Regions from separate parts of the Sus scrofa genome. Here all the other regions are linked to region 2. Evidence: chromatin contacts called from public Hi-C data. All regions are on one chromosome and are shown on one strand. The core of a region is the stretch at or near the end of the contact, and the rest is flanking DNA. Distances in the headings are between cores, read along the strand shown.

What was found. Hi-C and Micro-C count contacts between places; a contact is called where the count stands out from the background.
Region 1: a Hi-C map of fetal liver shows a contact between it and region 2, with 1.8 times the contacts expected there. A contact is called at or near these places in 4 of 5 promoter capture datasets (fetal liver, fetal skeletal muscle, liver and 1 more), 29 of 47 Hi-C or Micro-C datasets (adipose tissue, alveolar macrophages, blood and 15 more) and 2 of 2 datasets of targeted methods (alveolar macrophages and skeletal muscle).
Region 3: a contact with region 2 is called in a Hi-C map of epiblast stem cells, with 2.7 times the contacts expected there. A contact is called at or near these places in 3 of 47 Hi-C or Micro-C datasets (embryonic fibroblasts and epiblast stem cells).

What each region holds. Positions count from the first base shown.
Region 1 is chr5:15,462,152-15,465,145 of Sscrofa11.1, forward strand. The region is part of intron 8 of SPATS2 (spermatogenesis-associated serine-rich protein 2); the gene reads left to right. Among named protein-coding and RNA genes, the nearest start is that of KCNH3, 31 kb to the right of the region's middle.
Region 2 is chr5:15,346,279-15,349,396 of Sscrofa11.1, forward strand. It overlaps SPATS2 (spermatogenesis-associated serine-rich protein 2), which reads left to right and starts at 1,344. Exons shown (of 13, transcript XM_021091602.1): 1 at 1,344-1,654.
Region 3 is chr5:15,282,014-15,284,727 of Sscrofa11.1, forward strand. PRPH (peripherin) reads left to right here and starts at 1,386. Exons shown (of 9, transcript XM_021091600.1): 1 at 1,386-2,714.

The sequences.
Region 1 (2,994 bases), core at 395-2,894, 120 kb after region 2:
CACCAAGTTCTTTAATTCCTGACTCTTAACTACTACTCTACTTATTGGAAAAGACCTAAAAATCCTATGCTCTCTTTCATCCTCCTTTCATCCTTTTAATGCTCCCCACCCTGGTGGTTCTTTTCTATGTCCTGTTATTAATCACTCATTTATTTTAATTTTGTGGGGTTTTGGGGTGGGTTGGTTGTTTGTTTTTGCTTTTTAGGGCTGCACCTGCAGCGTATGGAGATTCACAGGCTAGGGGTCAAATCGGAGCTACAGATGCCAACCTACACCACAGCCACAGTAACAGCAGATCTAGGCCATGTCTGCAACCTACACCACAGCTCACAGCAACACCCAATCCTTAACCCACTGATTGAGGCCAGGAATCAAACCCGTGACTTCATGGCTCCTAGTTGGATTCGTTTCTGCTGGGCCATGACGGGAACTCTAATTTTGTGTTTTTTTAAACTATGTTCTAAAAATAATCATATCTTAAAGTATATTTATATGTGTTCTGTAGGAGAAATATATTTAATAGTTAAAGAGTTTTGAAAATACTTAAAATTTTCTAACTACTGAACATTTTACTGTCTTTTCAATGCTAATGTGCCTTGTGAATTTATAAGAGGGGTCTATACTATGCTATTTCTCAAATGTATTTGATTATAGACTCTTTGGGAGGAGAAATATGTTCTGATTTTTTTCTAGAACACTGAAGCTATTTTAACTATTAGATATTAAAGTGGTAACTAATTTTTAAACCATAACTCCTTTCTGGAATTTACTTGCATTTTATAAGGGACTTTTTTGAAAATGAAAAAGACCTAAAGACCAAATTAAATAAAAAGATGGGAAGACAAGCATCTGGGTTGATCTTTGGGGTTTTAAGACTGTCCGTTCTGCTTATTTATGAGACTTACAGGATCTGAAATGTGAGAGGAAGTTTTCGTGAGTGGAGAGAACCTACACCACTCTTCCTCCCAACCATCCATCTGTTTTCTTGCTTGTCTGTGGCTGTGCCCTCAGGTCATGTTCCTCTGTTCACACACTTCATCTGGTCACTTCGTGCCACGGGAGACAGAGGGAGAGGGAGTATGGGCAGCCTCCGCCCTTCTGTTCCATGGAATTGAAGAGGGAGTGAATTAACGCAGATGTAGAGTAACGCTTCCCCCCAAATCACTGACCCCTGCTTTTATCATTTGCAAAGTACTTTTAGGATCGATAATTCATGTACTAATCTACCCATGCTTTGTCCTGAGGCCCAAGTTTCCCCTTCAGGTTTTGGAGCTAGAATATAATGCCATTTCTTCTGTTTTTCTTATACATTTTTGCTCCAGCCAAATTCCTCATCTCAAAACTTAATGTTCACATTTTCTCTTCCATATGCTAGTTAATGCCATTTTTCCAGCCTGTATATGCTCTCTTGTATTTTTGTATTTATCTAAATCCAGCCGATTCTCCCAGACTCACCTTAAATACGTTCTGACTTCCTGTGGAAATTTATCTAGGTAACCGATTTCTTTCTGACCCTCTGGGAGGAAGCACAGTGCCCTTTGCCTGGATTATTGTCATATCCAATATTACTGGTTGAAGAAAAGAACAAAGAGCTAAGAGCAGGACACCACAACTTTGCCTTGAGAAGCCTCTGGTCTCCATGGTTGTTTAGCTGACTGAGTACTTAGCCACAGGCTCCGATTCCGTTCAGAACCAGCCTGAACCAGGAAACAGTTCCGGGAGAGAGATTTGTGAGTTTTGTTGACTTGGAACCCAGCCAGGGGGAGCCTCCTTTAATAAATGACAAATGGAATGGTTTCCTGCCTAGAAACTGTGTATTTAGGATTGATCAGTAGGCGTAGCAACCAGGTCAATTTAACTTCAGGAAAGAGAGATTACCTGCCTTTTCCTGCTGGGGTAAAGCCCTTCTCTCTGGCTGATTGGGTTTTTAAACTGCCTTATTTCAATGCCCCTTGTAGTTGCTACTTTAGGTCATAATTGGCAGGTAAGCTAACTCTGTTTGGCACTAAACCAGAGCTTGGAGTTAATGTCACTTAGGAAGCCATTTTTTGTGTTGGTTATAGTATAAAAGAAAATGAAAGGATTCTAACAAATTTGCAACAGTAAGGTTACATTACACCTGACAGGTGCACTAGGGAGATTATATATGGATAACTGCTCTCACGTTGAGGCCAAATGAAAACTGAACTGGAAAGGTGAAAATCAGGCTTTCCGGGAGGTAAAATGTAAAATCTGTTCGTATTGCTGATCCAGCAATAATCATCTCTAGACCCAAGTTTATTTTTCTTGTTAATTAATAAAATTTGTCTGGCACACCGTTGGAGCTCCTAGTTGACTTAAGTTTAAGGGTGTTAAGGAACAGGATCTGAAGTGAAACATGAGCTGGAGCACATAAACTATTTTGGACGTCTGTCGTTTGTCTTTATACATGTCGGAGAAAAATGCCCACAAGATACACAGTTAGCCTGCCTTTTTTTTTTTTTTTTTTTTTTTGTCTTTTTAGGGCCACACCCGTGGCATATGTAGGCCTACACCACAGCTACAGCCACAAGGGAATCCAAGCCATGTCTGTGACCTACATCACAGCTCATGGCCACACTGGATCCTTAACCCACTGAGCAAGCTCAGGAGTGAAACCCCAATTCTCATGGATGCTAGTCGGGTTCGCTGACTACTGAGTCATGATGAGAACTCCTCAGCCTAAACTTTTTTTTTTTTTGCTCTTTTAGAGCCACACGGCATATGTAGGTTCCCAGGCCAGGGGTCAAATTGGAGCTACAGCTGCTGGCGTACGCCACAGCCACAGCCATGCAGAATCCAAGCCGTGTCTGAGACCTGCACCACAGCTCAGACCTACACCACAGCTCACGGCAGCAGTGGATACTTAACCCACTGAGAGAGACCAGGGATCGAACCCACAGCCTCATGGTTCCTAGTTGGGTTTGTTTCTATTGTGCCACTATGGAAACTCCTCAGCCTGCATTTTAAATAAAA
Region 2 (3,118 bases), core at 94-2,593:
TTTTTGATCCTTCACTCCTTGCAAAGTTAAAAACCAAAGGACCTGATGACTTGGCAGAGATTACACTATTCCATTACTTGTCCTGAAACTGTAATAACAAATCTGTGAAAACCAAAACTACACTGTTTCTGTGGTGCCTATATACGCTCATATACACTCTGGCTTGTCATTGGTGCCTGTCCAGAGCCCCTTTTGCTTTGGTCTCAAAAGTTAAGAACACGGGGACAGATTCTTAATCACATTTTCAAGGTTGATTGCCTAAATACCCGACCTTTAAGCCACTCCTAATCATCAACCCCTTTGGCAATGCGGTGAGTGCTTCACACGTGAACACTGTCTAGAAAGGTGCACAATTAGAAATGGTTCTGGCCTTGGGGTGCTTGGGAAACTAACCACGAAGACAGAAGAATATTTAACATAAAGATTCGACCGTCAGTGTAACTGACCACAGCCGCCTAAAGGGATGCAGACAACTCAGTAGACTAGAAATCCAACGAGGAAATGGACTTGGGCAGTTGTGTCCGGGGTCATGGCAGAGGTCCCTCAGTTTGCTCCCGAAGTTATCCTCTGCCCAGCTGGGGAGGTGCACTGCTCCCCACCAACTCCTTACCAGCCTGTATGGATTCCCAGGAGGCTGAGTGGCTACGGAATCAGGACATTTCCCGTAGTCAGTGGTTCTGAAATGGCCTTTTGGAGTAAATCTTGGGTCGGGACAGAGGCAAAAGTGAAAGTGGTGTTAAGCTGTTGGGGCAGAGTCGTGGCACGGGAAGCGGGAGAAGCCTGGGAGACCAAGTCCCCGCCTGGACCTAGAGAGAAAAGCCCCTCTCGAGGTTCCCTTCGAGGCGGCCGCCTTCGGCAACCTCCGGGGAGTTTCGGCTCTTTCCGGCAGTTCCAGCTCAGGCCCTCTACTACCAGCACGCGCTGTGCCCCCCACCCCACTCCGCCCGGCTCTTTCGGGGCACGGGCCATTCTGCACGAGGGCACGATCTCTTGCCCCACCCGTCCTCACGTCCATCTACTTTGTTCCCTACCTATTCCTCCTATCCCTTCCCTTCCTCGTTCTTCCCAATCCCCGGACATCCGAGCTCCCTCAACTCGGGTGCCCGGCCCGGCGGGCAGTGCGAAGCGCGAGGGACCGGTCCACGAGAGGAGCGGTAACCCGACGGACTGGAGGCGCCTCTCTCCGCGAGCTTCCCCGCGCGCAGCTCCTCGGCTGGCCGGCCGCCTCACGCCTCCCTCGCGCACCGGTTGGCTGCAACGGCCTCGAGCTCGGCGCGCCGAGTTCGCGCCGGCGCGAGCACGCGCCCTGTGCGCTGGCTGGCCGGCGCGCACGCGCCCGAGCGGGCTGCGGGGCGGGGCGAAGAGCTCGAGCCCCGGCGAGGTCGGTGTAGATCCGCTGGCACTTCGGCCCCCAGCCGCCGCTGCGATTCCCAGCCCGCCACCCGGCTGAGGAGGGTAGCGAGGAAAGGGGCGGAGGGGCGGGGCGGCGCCCGGCTCCGAGAGAGCTGGGGGAGGAGCGCGGCGGCGACGGAGGTGGCTCTAGAAGAGCCGGAGGAGGCGGCGGAGGAGCTCCTTTCCTCTTCTCAGACCCCGGAGCGTCCCGGACGCAGAGCCGGAACTGGGGGGACGCGGAGACTGCGGAGGCCCGGGGTAGGTGAGGCTGAGGGTGCTGGGCGGAGGGTTGGTGGGGGATGAAGAGGGGCACAGAGGTGTAAAGAGCGGGCTTGAGGGAGGGCACGGGGGAGGGGGCAGTAGTTGGGGGTTGGGGTACCGAGAGGAGGGGGATGTGAGTCCTTGGGACCTGGAGTGCCCAGATGGTGAAAGGTTTCTGGGGTCAGTGGGGCGGGCGGAAGACACCGGGTCCGAATTGGGGGGTTTCCAGAAGCATAGGCCGGGGAAACAATGGAGTGAGGGGGGGACTCTTGGTGTGAGCTTGTGTGGGGCACTGGATTTTAAGAGACGAGAGATCGAAAGGCATGAAAGAATGGATCGTTTGGTATGAGAAGTACAATGAATTGAGAATTCATCGGGGATGCGTAAGGTCAGCTGTGTGGCTATCGGAGGTTCTTAGGATTTGGAGGCAAAGTAGGATTTAAAAATAAGAGATAGAAGGGCATTCTTGGAATTGAGGAGGGGCGGGAAACGGAACGGAAAATAAAGCAAAGAGGGGCAGAGAAAGAAAATAAATGCGGTTTGGATTTGAATTAAAGCGGAAGGGTAAATCCAGTTAGAGAGTATAGGGTAGGTGGACTGGAGTGGCATTTTTCTCCTAATTCATCCAGGATGACTGGCTTCTTTTAGAAGATGGATCTTTCTCTGGCATGTCCCTCTGCCAAGGAGTACAAGACACTCTTAATAATATGGTTATCCTGTGTAGTCCATTTATTTCATTGATAAAACATGCTTGTAATATTTCTTTCCCCTCTGTATAATTTACCTGTGGTTAATGAAGCAAGAGAGGACAGACCACTAAAAATAGGAATTGTGCTTTGAGTTTAGTTATTGATAATGCAGAGTTTAGGATGTTTGGGAGAGAACCACAAGTTTGTTTTTATTTAGCCTTGATAAAATCTAAGTTACTTGTACTTTGTTAGAATTACAGTTTCTCGATGAGAAATGGTCACGTACCACCTGCCACTGGTTTTATGCTTGTGAGAGCATTTGGGTTCTGCCTCAAGAAATTCTTGATGCCGATTTCAAATTATCAGGCTGCCTTGTACCTTCCAGTTTGAATTAAGGTGATTTGAAAATATTGTGGGGAAGTATTTCTGGGGTTATGATCTGTACATTTCCTTGATATGTGGATTTCCAGACCAGATTTTGAATGGTACTAGATATGACTCCTGATTTTGAAATTGTAGTTACCATTATGTGTTCATAAATAGTCCACATAAAGCTTTTTATTTGTTGGGCATTAAGTTTTGCTGACTCATCTAAGATTTCTGGGAATTTTTTGGTTTATATTTCTCAGCTAGGTCTTGCATAGTAGCATTAGACTATAAAGGTCCAAAAATATCTAAATTGTCACTTTTATGTTATAAAAACTGAATAAAGCGAAGAGTGCAGCTTCCTCATTAGTGATAATGAGGCTCTTGATTGACCTCTTAATGAGGCTAGG
Region 3 (2,714 bases), core at 136-2,635, 64 kb before region 2:
GACACCAACCATCCTGTCAGGCCACAGCAGGAATTCCTGGAGTTCAAGCCTTAATCAGTAGACTATCTACCTAGTGCACTGAGGAAGATGAAGCCACCCTCCCCTCCCTCCAACAGCCAGGAAGTACTGGGCTCCTGCCACCCCAGTCCAGCACTGCTCTTAGTGGGTCAACCTGAAGGAAGTCCAGATCCTCACTGCACTTAGGGGCTGACCATATCACTCTAGAGATTTTATTTTATTTTTTCTGTCTTTTGTCTTTTGAGGGCCACCGCCACGGCATATGGAGATTTGCAGGCTAGGGGTCTAATTGGAGCTGTAACCGCTGGCCTACTCCACAGCCACAGCAATGCCAGATGCAAGCCATGTCTGCAACCTACACCACAGCTCATGGCAACGCCAGATCCTTAATTCACTGAGTGAGGCCAGGGGTCGAACCTGCAATCTAATGGTTCCTAGTTGGATACGTTTCTGACGGAACTCCCCAACTCTAGAGAGTTCTAACAGTAGTAGTTGTTGTAGTAGCAGCAGTAATAAAATTAGCTGAAATTTCCAGTCTTTATGATATGAGTTCTAAATGCTTTACAAGTTTTATTTTATTTTATTTTATTTTATTTTTTATTGGCCTTACCCTTGGCACGAAGAAGTTCCCGGGCCAGAGATCAAACCTGTGGCATAGCAGTAACCACAGCCACAGTAGTGACAACACCAGATCCTTAATCCACTGAGCCACCAGGGAACTCCTACATGTTATTTATTTAATCCTCCCAGTTATGAGGTGGGAGCTACACTTATCCTCCCTTTGCTGGGGCCATGGGAGGACATAGCAATGAGCATAAATTGGTATAACAGCATGTTGGAATAGATGGGAAGCTTGGCAGCTGGATGCCAGAGCTCTGGCTCTTAACCTTGACACTTTCCTACCTTTCTTCTGGCTCTAAGACCTCCCAGGCCTTCTTCTTTCTGAGTAAGGGGGAGGAGTCTCCTCTGTGTTGTCAGCAGGCCTGGTTCCCAAACCCAGGCCAGGCTCCGGCTGGATTGGCTACACAGCCCCCAGAGTCCTGCCAAGGTGGCCCTGGTTCCCTCTACTCTGAGGCTTCTGGGTAGTAAGCTGGAAGGTGAAGCAGGGGAGGGGATGGGAACCCTACTGGTAAATCCCGGGCCAGCCCTAGGGGCCTCTACTCTGAAAGGCTTGGTCTATCAGGATCTCCCTGGAAAAATAAAGCCTGAGCTGGTCTTCCCCAAGCCTTACCTGCCCCTCTGTTTGAAGTGCCAGCTCCGACTTCCAGTTTGCTTCCTAAGGACAGCTGGCAGGGGCAGGGGCAGGGCAGGACCTAGGCTGCAGTAGGTGGGGCTGCAACGGCAGCTGGGGCTCAGAGCCCAGGGCTGCATCAGAAAGCACCAAGGCTTCCCTAGTCCCCCCTCACACCCATCAAGCCCCCCTCTCCCAACCCAGGCAGGACCCTACCCTCCCACTTCCAAGAGTTGGTAGGGACAGGCCTGTTTTATCCATCCCATCCCCTCTCTCCCATCCTCCCTCTTCCCATTCCCCTGGCAACCAAACCAGACTCATCAAGGAGAAGGACCTGGCAGCTGTGCAGGGAGAGACTAATAGCCCGGAAGGAAGGAGGGGCCCGGAGAGGAGACAGAGGCGAGGCAGTAGGGATGTGATCGAGAGGGCGTTGGCCCATCTCAGAGGACTCACAAAGAGGGGGAGGCTCCGCTGCCCTGCAATGCTGAGGAGATGGCTGGCCAGGGAGCTGCCCTCCCCACCCCCTCAGCCAGAGATCCAGGCGGGAGTCCCAAACCTGTTTCCTCAGATGCCCAGCTCTCATCCTCAGGACCAATCTGTGGCGGACCTGTCCTCACTGGAAAGCCCTGGAGTCCCCAGCAGTGGTGCAGCAGCAGCCCCCTAGCTCCCGACAACACAGCCCTCGGCACCGTGGCGCCGGCAGACCATCCACAACGGGCATTCCTGGGCAGGCTGGGCCTGCGTCTCTGGAAGCTGTTTGACATGCAAAGGCCAGACATCAGCCTCTCTGCTAACTCTGGGGTGGGGGAGGGTATAAAGGGCTGTGTGGTTGTGCATGTCTGTGTGTGCACACAGGTGTACGGTGCTATCACAATATGCATCTGATTGTGTGCACAGGCTTGTGGCTCTGTCCTGGGCCTTCTCTCTCCTCTTTTGGTCCCTGAACTGATAGGGATGGGCGCCTTCTCTTTCGCCTTCTCTTCCCATCTAGCCCCGCCCAGTGCTGGGTACCTGCAACTCCTCAGTACTGGAAACTGGTTCCTGCCAGTGTGTCCACATCTCAGCCTTGGCAGCAGCTGCCGCCCCTCAGCCCCCTCCCCTTCCTACCTCAGGAATCGCCGCTGTGGTTCCCGAAAGGCCCGTGACTGAGCAGCAGTTGACTGGGGGAAGGGAGAATCCAGTGAAGCCAGACAGCACACACTACCTCCCTGGGCTCAGCCTCTGGCAGGGCACAGACCCTCCCCAGTGAGACCCAGAGCTGCCCAGTCACCCTCAGCCCCTCTGATGAGCCCACCTTGTTGGGGCCTGGGGTAGATTTGGGATCTGTGTCTTTAAGGCTGAGACATCAGCAGGCAACCCCCTGGCCAAGTGTCCAAGGGAGGGGGAGGGGAAGAGGCCAGTCCATTAGCGGCAGAGCTGGCGCCAGGCAGCAACTCTTCACAGAGCCCCGGGGATTACAAGAGAT